2 separate regions of the Mus musculus genome follow, and region 2 is linked to region 1. A link is a contact called in public promoter capture Hi-C data. All regions are on one chromosome and are shown on one strand. Each heading gives the region's core, a stretch centred on a gene start, on an enhancer-like site or on the middle of the called end of the contact. The rest is flanking DNA. Distances are from core to core; before and after follow the strand shown. Region 1 holds the start of Arnt (aryl hydrocarbon receptor nuclear translocator). Region 2 holds the start of H2ac18 (H2A clustered histone 18).

What was found. Promoter capture Hi-C pulls out the DNA fragments that hold promoters and counts their contacts.
Region 2: a contact with region 1 is called in a promoter capture Hi-C map of pre-B cells, with 4 times the contacts expected there. The contact joins the promoter of H2ac18 here to the promoter of Arnt in region 1. A contact is called at or near these places in 2 of 39 promoter capture datasets (liver and pre-B cells) and 1 of 115 datasets of contacts at active chromatin or transcription factors (pancreatic cancer cells).

Annotation. Positions count from the first base shown.
Region 1 is chr3:95,430,771-95,438,410 of GRCm38.p6, reverse strand. Arnt (aryl hydrocarbon receptor nuclear translocator) reads right to left here and starts at 4,021. Exons shown (of 22, transcript NM_001037737.2): 1 at 3,850-4,021. The coding sequence starts at 3,874. It also overlaps the pseudogene Gm4349.
Region 2 is chr3:96,240,708-96,247,796 of GRCm38.p6, reverse strand. It overlaps H2ac18 (H2A clustered histone 18), which reads right to left and starts at 2,300. Exons shown (of 1, transcript NM_013549.2): 1 at 1,745-2,300. The coding sequence starts at 2,216. The coding sequence ends at 1,824. It overlaps H3c14 (H3 clustered histone 14), which reads right to left and starts at 1,112. Exons shown (of 1, transcript NM_178216.3): 1 at 449-1,112. The coding sequence starts at 911. The coding sequence ends at 501.

The sequences.
Region 1 (7,640 bases), core at 2,772-5,271:
CATAACACATGAGCTCAGTTCTGAGAACCCACATTAGATGGCTCACAACCACCTGTAATTGCACTACAAGAGAATCAACACACTCTTCTGCACCTGCACTCACATGAACAAACATACATGCAGTAATTACGGTCTTTTGAATGAGAATGGTCCCCACAGGCTCCTATATTTTAATTCTTGGTCCACAGTTGGTGTTAGTGTCTTGGGAAGAATTAGGAGGTATGGCTTTGTTGGAAGTAATACAGCTGCTGCCATGCTTCCAGTCACAGTGATCATGGACTCACCTCTGGAAAACTCAAGTCTAATAAAGCGATGCTTCTCTAAGTTCCCATGGTCATGGTGTCTCTTCATGGCCACAGAAAAGTAACTACTACACCAATGTGCATAATTTAATTAAAATCTTTTTTTGGGGGGGGGTGGGGGGAAAGTGGGGCTGGAGATATGACCAGCAATTAAGAACACTGACTAATTAATAATAAAGGGCTTGGTAGCTCAATCAAAAAAGAATTGCCAATCAAGCAATAAGGTCCTGAGTTAATCTCCAGAACCCACATGAAAAGACAAGGCATGGTAGCGTTTACTTGTATTTCCAGCATTGGTAAAGCCGAAACCCAGTGAGCTTGGGGCTCTCTAACCAGAAGTTTATCCTCTTTGGCCCACTCCAGGCCAGTAACAGATCCTGTCTCAAAAAGCGGAGGTGGGATGTGGAATGAAGACATGATCCAGTGGTTAAGAGCACTTGCTACACAATCTGGAGACCTGAGTTTGGATCCCAGAACCCACATAACAAGTCTGGCATCATCCTGCATCCACCAGGAATCCATGCACTCTGAGGATCCAAGGCAGGAAGACTGCTAGGCCTTGCTGACTGTCAGCCGAGCAAAACACACAAGCCTCAGGTTAAGGGAGACACCTGACCTGGAAGAAATAAGGCAGAGTGACACAGTAAGATGCCCACAGTTAAGAAGAAATTCTGCCTCAAAGGAATAAGACAGAAAGTTACAGAGGTGGATATCCGGTGTCTTCTGGCCTGTGTACAAGTGCACACTGAACATAGTAATTTCCCACTGTATATACCTCCAGTGGTGAATCTAATTTTCCAAAATTCAACAGGCCAAAACATATCCTGTTTGACACAAAAAGGAAGGAGGAAAAAGCAACAACAAAAGGCTCTATTTTATGACTTAAGTATCATGCATGTACTGAACATGGGATCAATAAATTAGAAGACATGGAAGAATTCTCCACATGGAAAAAAGAAATCTTGAGCTAGGAATGTAGCCCCCGGAAAAGGAAGTTAAGGCAGATGGTAAAGAGAGCAGGGGGTTAGTCTCACTGGGTCTGTCGTTCTCTGTTCTCCGCTCAGACCTACCATCCCATCTCATAAGAGGCTGAGGCTACGCAGGGATGTCAGCTACAGCAGGAACCACTGGGTGCTATGCCATAACTAACAGCAGACTAGAATTTAAGAAAACTCTTACATTCTCAGGTTAATTTTCAAAGGTTTGCTAAGAACCTACACCTCACCTTTTGAGGTTTTTGCTTGGTTTGGTCTGGCTTTTGATTTTGAAACAAGGTCTCACTATGTAGCATGGAACTGACTTTGTAGACCAAGATGGCCATGAACTAAGATATCCCCCTGCTTCTGCAAAGATTAAAGGAATTCCAGCCTATTCTCCCTCTGTTTGGTAAGTACCTATGATGACTCTGCCCACCTCAAAATTGAAGAAGCAAGCAATCAAATAACAATAAATAAAATCAATTATTTCTACTGGTGATGACACTCACAGCTTTAATCCAGCACTCAGGAGGCAGGAGCAAGCAGATCTTGAGTTGGAGGCCATCCTGGTCTACAGAGTGAGTTTCATGACAGCCAGGGATACATATAGAAGCCCTGCCTTGAAAAACCAAAGTCAAAACAAACAAACAAACAAACAAACAACTGTTTCATTAAAAAAGATTCTTAAATCGTACTTTTTAAAAAGTTTTGATAGTTTATATAGGATGGCACATGCGAGTGATTCCAGCACTTGAAGATAGAAGCAAGAAGACCACTGCAAGTTCAAGGCCAGCCTGATCTTCACAGAACACTGCAGGCCAGCCTCTCAAAATTCCCCACTCAGAAAAAAAAATAGAAAAAAATTACTATTTCCTGCTTACAGACTTAAGCTAATATTGATAAGGAAATGACTATTTGGTCAAGAAAGTGTTGTTTTAGTAATTGGTTTAAAATCAGAACAGGGCAGCTAGAAAAGCTTCTGACTTACTAACGTGTCTCTACGGCCTTAACAAGAGAGACACTTTGCAGTCTGAAGAGTTATATAAGGATTTTGCAACATGGGATCAGTTTGAAATCTTGTTTACTCTAATCAGACATGGGCTATTTTGCTACAAGGTCTGATTTTCTCTAACATTTTTCAGTTGTATAGTTTTATTCTATAATTCATCAAATATTCCAATAGTTTCCTGACAATTTACTTCATCTTCATGTAAAAAAAATAATAATTTAGGATTTAAAAAACTGATATTCAGGGGCTGAAAGGAAGGTTCAGTAGTTGTGAGTATGTGTTACTCTTCTAGGACCTAATGTCAGTTCCTAGCATCCACATCACGGGGCTTTCAACTGCCTGAAACTCTTGCTGCAGGGGATCCAACACCCTATTCTGGACTCCTCCCATTCCTGCACTCACAAGTAGACATTATCATATACATAATTTCTAAAGCTTAAAAATATTTTTTTTAAAGTTGATATTGACACATGAATTTGAAGCCAACCTGGGCTACATATAAGTTCTAGGACTCTCTCTCTCTCTCTCTCTCTCTCTCTCTTAAAAAAAAAGGCTGTTTCCAAAAATAATGGGAAAACAATACATTTCCCAGTGTTTCAGCTATTGTGTGTATGTATATACATACGTGTGTGTACCCTGTTACTGTAATATAGTACATTAACAAGATAAAATTTAAAAGTTCAATGTGAAATAGCAGAGACCAATATTACACAACCCTCCCTCCAAACTCTTCGATGATACAGACTTCTGGGAAATGATGGATTTACTTTGTTGGAAAATAACAAGGTAAATTAGCCCAACTAAAATGAAATACTTCCTAAGATGTAACTGAATACAGTAGAAAGGACTGAGAGGGAGACTGCAGTGATCCAAAGTCAACCGGGGGCTGGAATGAGACAAGACTCAAAATAAGATGAACGAGAGACAGAGACAGACAGACAAACAAGCAAGAGGACGTCCACAGACAAATGGCGCGGGACATTTTTCTGAAAGAACAGGAGTTGCTCCACCTCGACCTAACAAGATTTAAACCTGGGTTCTGGACTAAAGACCTGTCCTGAACTATTACCATTACCCAAACCTCTGCCTTCAGCAGCAAGACACTAATAACTACGCTAAAACCCTAAATTTCAAAGTATAGGAGTTACAAGAATCTGAGCAGATTCTCAAAGAACTAAGTTTTCCATTTAAATGTAAACCAAGTGTAGAATCAAGCAAGACTTTGCAAAACGTCAACGTGGCCCCGTCTATAGCCCAGTTTACGCTCGCAGTTACACCAAGTCAGTTTGCCCAGTTACTTACTAGGCATCAGGGGAACATCAGCTGGCAGAGGGTTAAAAGACCACAACACTCCCTAACACCGCAGGCAGAGTGGAGACGCTGGCCAAGCGCCACCACTACTCCAGAAGTTGGGGCACGGAGCCCCCAAACACCCGTCACCCGTTCCCCAGGTCCTCCGGGCAGGGCGCCTCCTCGACACCCCTCCCCCAACACCCGAACGCCACGGCCCTGCTGCTCTGCTCTGGCTCTCCGCACTTGTCAGTCCTTTCTGCCGCCTCACCTGGGTTAGCTGTAGTCGCCGCCATGGTCGAGATGGCACCGTCCCTGCGCCACCCTCGGTGGGAGGGGCAGCCGCCACCGAGCTGGGGGAGGGGAGGGAAGAGCCACTCCGCAGATTAGGCACCTTACCGCCGCCACCGCTACCGCGGAATCCAAGATGGCGGACGCCCACCCCCCTCCCCATCCTGGGCAGAAGACACGCCCCAAACTATGGGCGCGGTCAGTCTCCAGACAGCCTCCCTGGGAGAACTGGCCAATAGAAACAGTAAGTCGCCATAGAGGCCGGGCTAGTGACTCGGCCAGTGAGTCCGGTGACCCGAGGAGTGCTAGGAAGCCTGAGCTAGGAAGCCAACCAGCTGTTTCCCTAATCCGGCCTTCTCGGCGTCAGAGATTCATAACCAAATTGACGTCAGTGAAATGCAAAGAAAACGAGCATTTTACTAAAATGTTTTCTTTCTTAGTGGGCTCATCAGCATATGCTTCCTACAGACGATTTGTTATGCAAACCCTCTTTATAGGTTCTAACACAGGGATCACTAATCCATTCTAGGTTGTTTTTTCTTTATGAACTTTTGTCACTAGTAAAAGTCCGATAACTAATTCTTAAGAGTTGGCTCTGAAGCTGGTAGGAAAAAGCTGGGTGATTACGTGGTACCAAAGATGCCAACATTTGAAATGGAGACAACGAACAAAGAATTTTTATTAAACAAGTATTCCAGAACTCAGAATGCAAAGACCAGTCTGTACTACAAAATGAAACTAGTCCCTTTCTCTGCCCTCCAAAAGTGAGGTGTCCTATGTCACAAGTTTTTTTAAAATGACAAGGTAGTAAACACACAGACGTAATGTCTAATTATAAGAACTGAGCAATTCAGAACAGACAATGTCGACTCAAAACACTGTGAGATAAATTCTATAATTTTACAAATCAAGAACTACAAGCAGGGGCTGGAGAGATGGCTCAGCGGGTAAGAGCACTGACTGCTCTTTCAGAGGTCCTGCGTTCAAATCCCAGCAACCACATGGTGGCCCACAACCACCCCTAATGAGATCTAACGCCCTCGTCTGGTGTGTTTGAAGACAATTACAGTGTACTTATTTAGAATAATAAATAAATCTTTGGGCCAGAGAAAGCAGGAACTGAGTGAGCCGACCAACTGGAGTGGGCGAGGTTGATTGGAGCAAGCAGAGGTCCTAAAGTCAATACCCAATAACCACATGAAGGCTCACAGCCATCTGTACAGCTACAGTGTACTCATATACATAAAATAAATAAATAAATCTTAAAAATATATATTTAAAAAAAAAAAAGAACTACAAACAGATCCAGGCATAGTGATGCATGCCTTTAATCCTAGTACTCAGGAGGCAGAGACTGGCCAATTTCTCTGAGTTCAATGCCAGCCTGGTCTACATAGTGAGTTCTAAGACAGCAGGAGCTATATATAGAAAGACACTATCTCAAAAACAAACAAAAACCAAAGACATGAAACAAAGGCCACCTTGCAAATTAATCCAGTAGTGAGAAGCAAAGTGAATGAAACTAACACCCAAAGTCTATTATATTCATCACCATGTATATGTGGACTGGGGGGAGGAGGGTAATTTTGTTCTTTGAAACAAGGTCTCATGTAGCCTAGACTGACCCCAAATTCACTATGAGGATGAAAATGGTCTTGAATTCACCCTCTCCTTCCAATGTTAGAACTATAAGCATATGGCACTACTCTTTGGCTTGTTGTCAGTCTGATTCACCAAAAAAAATTTTTTTAATTAGCCATAAAGACGACTCCACTACACAGCTACACCTAACATCCCAAGATCCAATGCTCTGAACTTACACAAGGAGAGGACTCCTGCAAATTATCTTCAACTTTCCTCACACCAAAACATGTGCACTCACACATACACAAAAATTTTAAAAACATTTAGAAGTAGAACTGACAAGATGGCTCAAGAGCTAAAGGTACTTGAAGTTGGATTCTCCAAAAGCCACACAATGGTTCGAGGAGAGAACTAACTCCCATTCACTAAAAAGAGGTGCAGTGAGAGGCGCAGTGACATCATGCTGGCTTCTCGTTTGTTGGTTGCTTGCTTGCTTTAGGTTATTTGGTTGGTTTGGTTGGTTTGTTTAGACATTTTCTTGGGGTTTTGAATAGTTTTATTTTTAATTATGTGAATGTGTCTGCATTTAAGTCAGTACACCTGAGTATTGGAACACAATTAGACAGACAAGAAAGATCCCATTAACCTGGAGTTTCAAACAGTTGTGAACAGATAGAAATCCACCTGCTTTCACACTTTCATTTGCTGGCATTAAAGGGGGGCACCACTATGCCAAGATGGAGGCATTGCCTTAATGGCTTTTCCTCCTCTCAGATGATCTTAGCTTGTGTCAAATTTACAAAAACAAAACAAAACAAAACAAAACATGACATCTATATGGCACACTTTAATATAAGAAATTGTAGTTCACTGGCATTACATGCTTTTAATCCCAGTACTTGGGAGGTAGAGGCCAATGGATCTCTTTGAGTTGGATGCCAGCCAGGTCTACAAATTAAGATCTAAAGCAGCCAGGATGATTAACACAAAGAAACTATGTGTTGAAAAACCAAACAAAAAGTCATGGTTAAAAACTTTTTTTTTTTAGTATATAATAGACATGTTGATTACACCTATAATCATGTAGTAAAAAAAGCCATGTGTAGTGGCTATTCCTGGTTGTCAACTTGACAATATTTGGAATGAACTACAATCCGGAATTGGAAGGCTCACCAGTGACCCTTATCTGGAGGCTTGGAGATCCTTATCTGGATCTTGGTTTGAAGATCTTGAGCCATAGTGGCTATGGATTCCAGAAGATTGAATCTCCGAGTTAAGGAACACACCTTTAATCTGGGCTATGCCTTTCATCTGGGATTAAAGGTGTGGTGGAACACACCTTTAATCTGGGCTACACCTTCTGCTGGAGACAATATAAGGACATTGGAAGAAGGGAGTCTAGCTCTTGCTCTTGCTCCTTCGCCTGCTTGCTGCGTGAGACTGAGTAACTGCTAGATCCTTGGACTTCCATTCACAGCTGCGACTGAACAATTGTTGGGAATTGGGCTGCCGACTGTAAGTCATCAATAAATTCCTTTACTATCTAGAGACTATCTGTAAGTTCTGTGACTCTAGAGAACCCTGACTAATACACCATGATACAAGGATCACTTCAAGTTTGAGGATAGCCTGGCCTACATGGTTAGGCCGAGATAGCCCGAGTGACAAACAGTGTGGGTTGTAAGCTTGCGAATCTGAGTTTGAATCCCCCCAATTCATGTTAAAAAAGGAAAAAAAAACAAAACAAAACAAAACCTGAACATTGCTAAATATGTAACTCTGGTGCTTGTTGGATAGAAACACATCCCCAAGTGGCCAACTAGCCCAATGGCACTAAGTCAGAACATAATAGAGGAAGACACTGGATGTTGTTGTAACTTGATGCTTAGAGTTTACTGCTTCATGTACTACATACATAGCACACATCAGAACCACAATGCAAAACAAACAAAAAAAAAAGTTACCAAGGGAAGTATTTACTAAATGTTTCATGGTGTTCATGGACCAGCCCACTGTGAGTGGTACCATTCCATAGACTTCATAAATACACAAATAAAGAGAGTGATTGGAGGAGCAGCAGGATGAGACACTCCCTCTGTTTCCAGATTGCAGAACAATGTGACCAGATGCTTTAGGCTTTTGCCACTGTGATTTCCCCGACCATCATGGATATGATCTGGAACTTGG
Region 2 (7,089 bases), core at 1,051-3,550, 810 kb before region 1:
AAGTAAACTATCAAAACATTGGAAGGTGGCTGTAAACATCTACTCCAAAAACATAGAAAAGCAACGCATGTTAGCAATAAAGTATACTAATTTGTAAAGGGCAATATAAGTAGCCTTGCAAGGCCTGACACTTGGCTTCAATGAGCCAGGTGCTCATTTTAAAAAAAGAAAAAGCTCTATCATGTCAAATTACATTAGAAGGGAACGAAAAAGATAAAAGAAAAACGAATTAAGACTGATGTTAGAAGAGGAATGCAGAGGTTGAGCACCTGGATAAGATATTTTAGTCACTGCGCTCGCAATTGCCCCCGAAATTAGCACATTCTTAAGCGACTATAGGCAACTATTAAAAGAGGCTCGGTGGACAGTAAGCACCAGCCACTGCAGAAACCTAGAAGAATGCAAAGGCAATTTAAGACAAAAAGCTGAATAGCTCTTTCCGGGAAGCTGTGGTGGCTCTGAAAAGAGCCTTTGTGGGGAATGGATGGGAGACAGGGCGCTTAAGCGCGCTCCCCACGGATGCGGCGGGCCAACTGGATGTCCTTGGGCATGATGGTGACGCGTTTGGCGTGGATGGCGCACAGGTTGGTGTCCTCGAACAGCCCCACCAGGTAGGCCTCGCTCGCCTCCTGCAGCGCCATGACGGCCGAGCTCTGGAAGCGCAGGTCCGTCTTGAAGTCCTGCGCGATCTCGCGCACCAGGCGCTGGAACGGCAGCTTGCGGATCAGCAGCTCGGTCGACTTCTGGTAGCGCCGGATCTCCCGCAGCGCCACGGTGCCGGGCCGGTAGCGGTGCGGCTTCTTCACGCCGCCCGTGGCCGGGGCGCTCTTGCGGGCGGCCTTGGTGGCCAGCTGCTTGCGCGGGGCCTTGCCGCCGGTGGACTTGCGGGCAGTCTGCTTCGTACGGGCCATGGCGAAGACGGAAGACACCCAAACGAGGAGCACTCGGGGACCTGATACCGGCCCGAGCCGGCCGCCTTTATAGGCGCAGTCTTCCCCGCGGCGGGGCGGAGACAGCGACTTGAAACTCCCGCGCTGCCGCGCCATTGGCCGTGGCGTCACCGGCCCCGACCTCGCCCATTGGCTCGGGCCCGCCACGCCACCTGACCCGCCCCCCCCCGCCCCCCACGTCCAGCCCCGCGCCCGGTCCACTTGCCAACGTTCTGCGAGGGTGGAGCCACGTCTGGCAGCTGCCCGTAGAGGGCGGGTCCCGGCTCTGCCCAAGAGGAGCTCGCGCGCCCCCGCCCGCCGCCCAAAGTCCCAGGGCAGAACTAATCTAGTGTTTGTGCAGCACCGCCCAGCCACAGCCACAGTCCCAGCCCCAGTCCCCCATGATCCCTAGAGCCGGCCGCGTCCAGTCCTCGCGGGACACCTCCTCCTCCTAGACATTCCCCAAGGACCGGACGAGAGCGCGGCTGACTGCGACTTATGTCTAGATTGGCCTAGACGTCCTAGTTGAGTCTTAGTCCTGGGAAGGGTCAGGCGGGTGGACGCTGAGTGAGGGACAGTGTTGTGTAGGACAAGGGTGTGGGCAGATAGGGGCTAAATGCTTGGGACGGTCAGCGAGAACCGCGTATCCGCTCCGCCGAGGCAGGGCATGAACCAAAGAGCGACAACAAACTACCAGGGGGAACCACGGGCAGGATGGGCAAGGAAGCAGAGGACACGACACTCTTACTTTTGGGGCAGGGCCAGGAAAGGCCACCAAGACCGGCTACCGTGACACAACTCTTTATCTGATTCAGTGGGTGGCTCTGAAAAGAGCCTTTTTAGGAGCTCGCGGGGGTTATATCACAGAGACGCGGGCCGACGCGAGCAGTGGCCTCACTTGCCCTTCGCCTTATGGTGGCTCTCCGTCTTCTTGGGCAGCAGCACGGCCTGGATGTTGGGCAGGACGCCGCCCTGCGCGATCGTCACTTTGCCCAGCAGCTTGTTGAGCTCCTCGTCGTTGCGGATGGCCAGCTGCAGGTGGCGCGGGATGATGCGCGTCTTCTTGTTGTCGCGGGCCGCGTTGCCCGCCAGCTCCAGGATCTCGGCCGTTAGGTACTCCAGCACCGCCGCCATGTATACCGGCGCGCCGGCACCCACACGCTCCGCGTAGTTGCCCTTGCGCAGCAGCCGGTGCACACGCCCCACCGGGAACTGTAGCCCGGCCCGGGAAGACCGCGACTTGGCCTTGGCGCGGGCCTTGCCTCCTTGCTTGCCACGACCGGACATCACGAAAGCGCAAACAGACGAACGGCCACAACCAGGAAACGGTACTCCGGCGCCGACGCCTCACTCTTTTATAGACGCAGACCCGATTGTCCGCCCGACGCTCTCATTGGCTCACACGCGTCCTGACGCCGTGGCCAATAGGAGCGCGCGGACAGAAGCCTCTCATTTACATAAGACCGGCTCCCTCGCCCCGGCGCCGCCCTGGAACGCGCGAATCACGACGCGCGTGCTCGGTGGCTTCATTTGCGTGCGGCCGTCGTTGCGACACTCCGCGGGTCGCCGGGCGGCTGGGCCTGCTCGCTGTTTCTCCTGCTGAGGAAGCTAACAGGAATAGAGCCGGTAGCACGCGTAAACTTGGCCACAGGGCATGGTGTACCAGGTGTAGGTGACTGGCACAGGCTGTGAGTTCTTTCCTCAGCTCCATCTTTGTGCCCAAACTGGCGAGTCGTCCCGGCAGAGCCAGGCAGCCTTACCCTGTTTCCTGTATGAAACCACCCACGGTGTCTCTGCTGCTTCCTGGGTTTTTTGTTTTTTTGTTTTTTTCTCTTCTACCTCCCATTGACATTAGAAATCATTTCTACTCAAGTTACATGTGCCCTTGAATGAGGAGTATTAAGTGTAGGGGTATCTTTCGACTTTGCAGGGGAGTTACATAAAATTAGTGTTAATATATTGTCAGAATGTAGGAAAGCATTAGGCAGTCCATTTATTAAAGTATCAGCATCGGAGGCGTCTGTGAAGTAACTTGTCTTTTGGGTCAGAAATTGCTTAACTTGGATCTTGTTATTTTTTAGTGCAGTTTTCAGTTTACATACGGTGACTAAATTTCCTGTTTCAGGTCACAAGATTTAAGAGGGATTTACGTACAGCTTGTTAAAGATTGAAGTCTTAATGGCACTTTGTATGTTATTTCATTGTAGTTTGGCATATTCTGGGATGTAGGTCAATGGCACAGTACTTTCCTAGTTATATACGAGGTCTTAAGCACCACACCAGAAATTCAATCAGAATTGTTTAGCCACACAGACATTGTTGCTTGTTTTCTGTTTGCCTTAGTTTCACTCCCCCCACCCCCTGTTTCCCTGAGTGTCTCCCACCTGCCTTTGCTGCTCTTCAGTCAGCTCTGCCTCTCCTTTGGCCCTGTCACATTGCTATTCCCATAGTGTCAATGCTCTTCTCTCATCCCTGCAGATTGGGTCCCAGGCTACCTTGGGTATTTCTGCTCCAAGTTACCACATGCTTCTAAAAACAGAAAGAGATACACTTGAGCCAGACTCTTGTATAATTAACTCCCAGGGAACGTCCTAAACAAGTATCTACCCAAGGGTATGGAAGTGGTTTGGCTCCACACTGAGCTGCTTCGGGAACATTGTCCCTAAAGAAGCAGGCTCTTCTGAAAAACATAAATAGGTTAGCTGAAAGCTGACTGTAAGTGTGGTGTCTCTGTCTTCGCTTGATGTCTGTCTCCTTTGGCTAAAGGCAGAGTGAAGTTACTGTTTTACCTTTCACTTGCATCATAGCAAATGAGGGCCGTTACCCACGAGGTCAGGGCCACTCCCTAGAGTACAAGTGAGAGTCAGAGTGATATCTTCCCGAATCTTGCAGGTTCAAACCGTAGCACTGACCAGAGAACCATGCATCTGCCTCCTAGGATTCCTTAATTTTGCTAACATCTTGCCTGCCCAGGTTCCTCCTCTACTTAAGGCTTCAAGCTCATTCATGTCAATATCTGTAGATAGACAGATTTTCGGGGGGTGGGGTTTGCTGGGCCTATATTCTTCTCAATATAGCTTCTTGACTAAATCTCTGATTTTTCTTTTAGACACGTGGTTGAGCCTTGCCTTAGGGTGTCTACAGCCCAATCCTTTACCCTCAAACCTTTGGCTACTTGTTCATTTTGTTGCATATCATGAGGACACTGGCATTGGTTTACAACTTCAGGCTTTGTGGACAGGCTGAAGTGAAAGCTATGTTGGTTGACAGTACTGATTTTGTTACCCTACTAGGTGAAGGAATAAACCTTGGAACTAAGTTGATAATGACATATATATATATGACAATACCTTGGAATGGGGGGAATGCATTTGTGGGGTGAGATGGTGGAAAGGTTGTGAACAGTCAGTGGCAGAATGTGTGGCCATTTCCACAGTGAACTGTGGTAGCTCCAGCTGCACTAGGATTTCTGCAGCTCTTGAAACTGGATTTATTTTAGCAAACAGGAAATGGCTTCAGTGCAAGAATTAAGTGGATCCTGTCTTTCACCTGTGTATCAAGTGTCAGTGGGAAGTCAGTGTGCCTTCGTTAGATATGGTCAGTGTATTTAAGATGTGTAAACATGTGCTTTGAATGGTAGCTTAGTAAATGTAGCATTGCACCATGGTATATTTGACCTAATATGACTCCTATATTGTAACAGTTTTATTCTTTTTGTTTTTTAAAGACAGTTTTTGTGTGTGGCTTCTTTTTTTCCTTTCTTTTTTTGGGGGGGGGGGGTATAGGCTGTTTTTTGTTTTGTTTTCTAGACAGAAACTCTTAAAAGAGTCCTACTTAGCAAAGGTAGTTTTGAAATAGATGTGATGGTTGTTTTTGGTTGTCAACTTGAGCACATCTGGAATTAGTTAAAACCCTAGGGGCTGGGAATACCTCTGAGGCATTTGAAGTGGGAAAATCCACATTTTTGGGACAGTGTGTGAATGCTTGCTACTTCTTAAACTTTTTTGACTATCTCCAACCAGGACTTTGATGATTATGTTTAGGGCTTATTCCGAAGTTAATCCAGGATAACCTCTCAGAATTGAATAGACAAGTCCTTTTCCTCTCTTAAATATTGATGGGTTCTGAAAAATTGGACTATTCACAGCCTACCATAGCCATCAACTACTGCTATAGCTTGAACTGTTTCCACACAAAAGATGTTCTGTTGCTTCAACAAAAGCAGCATGGCCAAAAAGCGAGTTGCAGAGGAAACATTTCCATATCATTGGAGGAAGTCAGGACCGGAACTCAAGCAGAGCTGGAACTTGGAGACAGGAGCTGATCCAAGGGCATGGAGAGGTGCTGTTTAATGTCTTGCTCAGTCTGCATTCTTATAGAACCCAGGACTACCAGCCCAGGGATGGCATACAACCCACAATGAGTTGGGCCCTACCCCATCAATTGCTAATTGAGAAAAATACCTTACAGTTGGGTCTCAGAGAGGCCATTCCTCCACTGAAACTTCTCTCCCTGCGATGACTAGTTTGTGTGAGGTTGCCACATAAAACCAGCCAAAACAAGTCAAACCCATACATAGCCTCACAGCCTGCTCTCTTAGCCTGTTCTCGTGTCTCAGAAAACAGTATGGTACCTTACTATGACAATCTTAAGAATGCAACTGCTAAAAATTCTAATTATTGAAATTTATAAATAAAACTTTCAGGTTAAAAGAGACTTAGACATTTTCGTTGTGGACATATTAATCTTTGGCCCTGATAAAATGATGACTTTTAATATTTGCAGATTTGGCCCAAATGTGTACTTGGGAGCCTCCGTTTTTCCTTATCAACCTATTTTGATATGTGTAGCTTCAATCTATACAAAAGTTCAGGGCTGGAGATGGCTCAGGGTTTAACAGCCCTTGCTGCTCTTGCAGAATATCTGGGTTCCTTCAGTTCCCAGGACTACATGGTTGCTGACAAGCCTTCAGCTCCAGGGGATCTAACTCCTGGTCTCTGAAGGCACTAGGTATGAAGCACTAACAAAGAAATAGAAGAGTCAATGTTATAACATCCTTTATAGGAATAACACATATCAGGAATAACACGTACCAAATTATATTTCAAGACAAATACTTAAGGATCAAAAGTATATTCTAAGGTCATAGGATGTCATTCTCGTGATCTGCAGTCAGTCCATAAATGCAGGGTTGTGTAGTCTTTGCTGAACCCTTGATCCACCTCTCAAATTTGTGAGTCCACATATGCACATAAATATCAATATCAAATTTAATCAGAATCCTTGATAAACCTTCAACTTCTCAACTTAAAATGCTTTTCAGCTAGCCATCCTAATAACACTGCCTACCTAAGCCTGGCGGTGGTGGCACACACCTTTAATCCCAGTACTTGGGAGGCAGAAGCAAGCAGATTTCTTAGTTCGAGGCCAGCCTGGTCTACAGACTGAGTTCCAGGATAGCCAGGGCTATACAGAGAAACCCTGTCTCGAAAAAACCAAAAAAAAAACAAACAAACAAACAAAAAAACCCACCAAAATCCAAAAAAATCCACTGCCTACCTAGCTTCAACCCAAAATCCTAGTGCTACACTCTTGCCGATTCCTCCACAAGACTAGAATTCCATCTCCACAATATGTAACAATGTAAAATATAAAGATTGTAACTATGTTACTATGTAACAATATACCTGTTACTAGAGCTAAGCTTACACTCAATATGCCTAATCAGTGATTCTAATGCATCGATAACGAACCTTATTACAAATTTCAGAGATTGAAAAATGCTGGCTGTATTTTACCGAGCATAACTGATGCGATGCTAAAATAATGGCAGTCCGGATATGGTACTCCGAGTCACTCTAGCCCCAGACAGCCTGGAAGGCTCCTAAAAGGAGCTTCTGAGAGCCATCAGGACAAATGATAGACAAAAGCAGCAGCGTAAGGTTTACTTTTTAAGTTATTTCGATTCCTTATGTACAAATCTGAGTGGCAAAAAAATAATTTTAGTAAACCCCAGGCGAACTGTACTTGGTCTTTTCAAGCACTCTCAGATGTGTATGGATTAAGAAAATAACCTTTAAATTTAACGATTTTAAAGTAAGGCTCCCAGCGATAAACGCTTAAAATGAAACAAGTAGGTTTTACACTGTTTCAAGTAGAA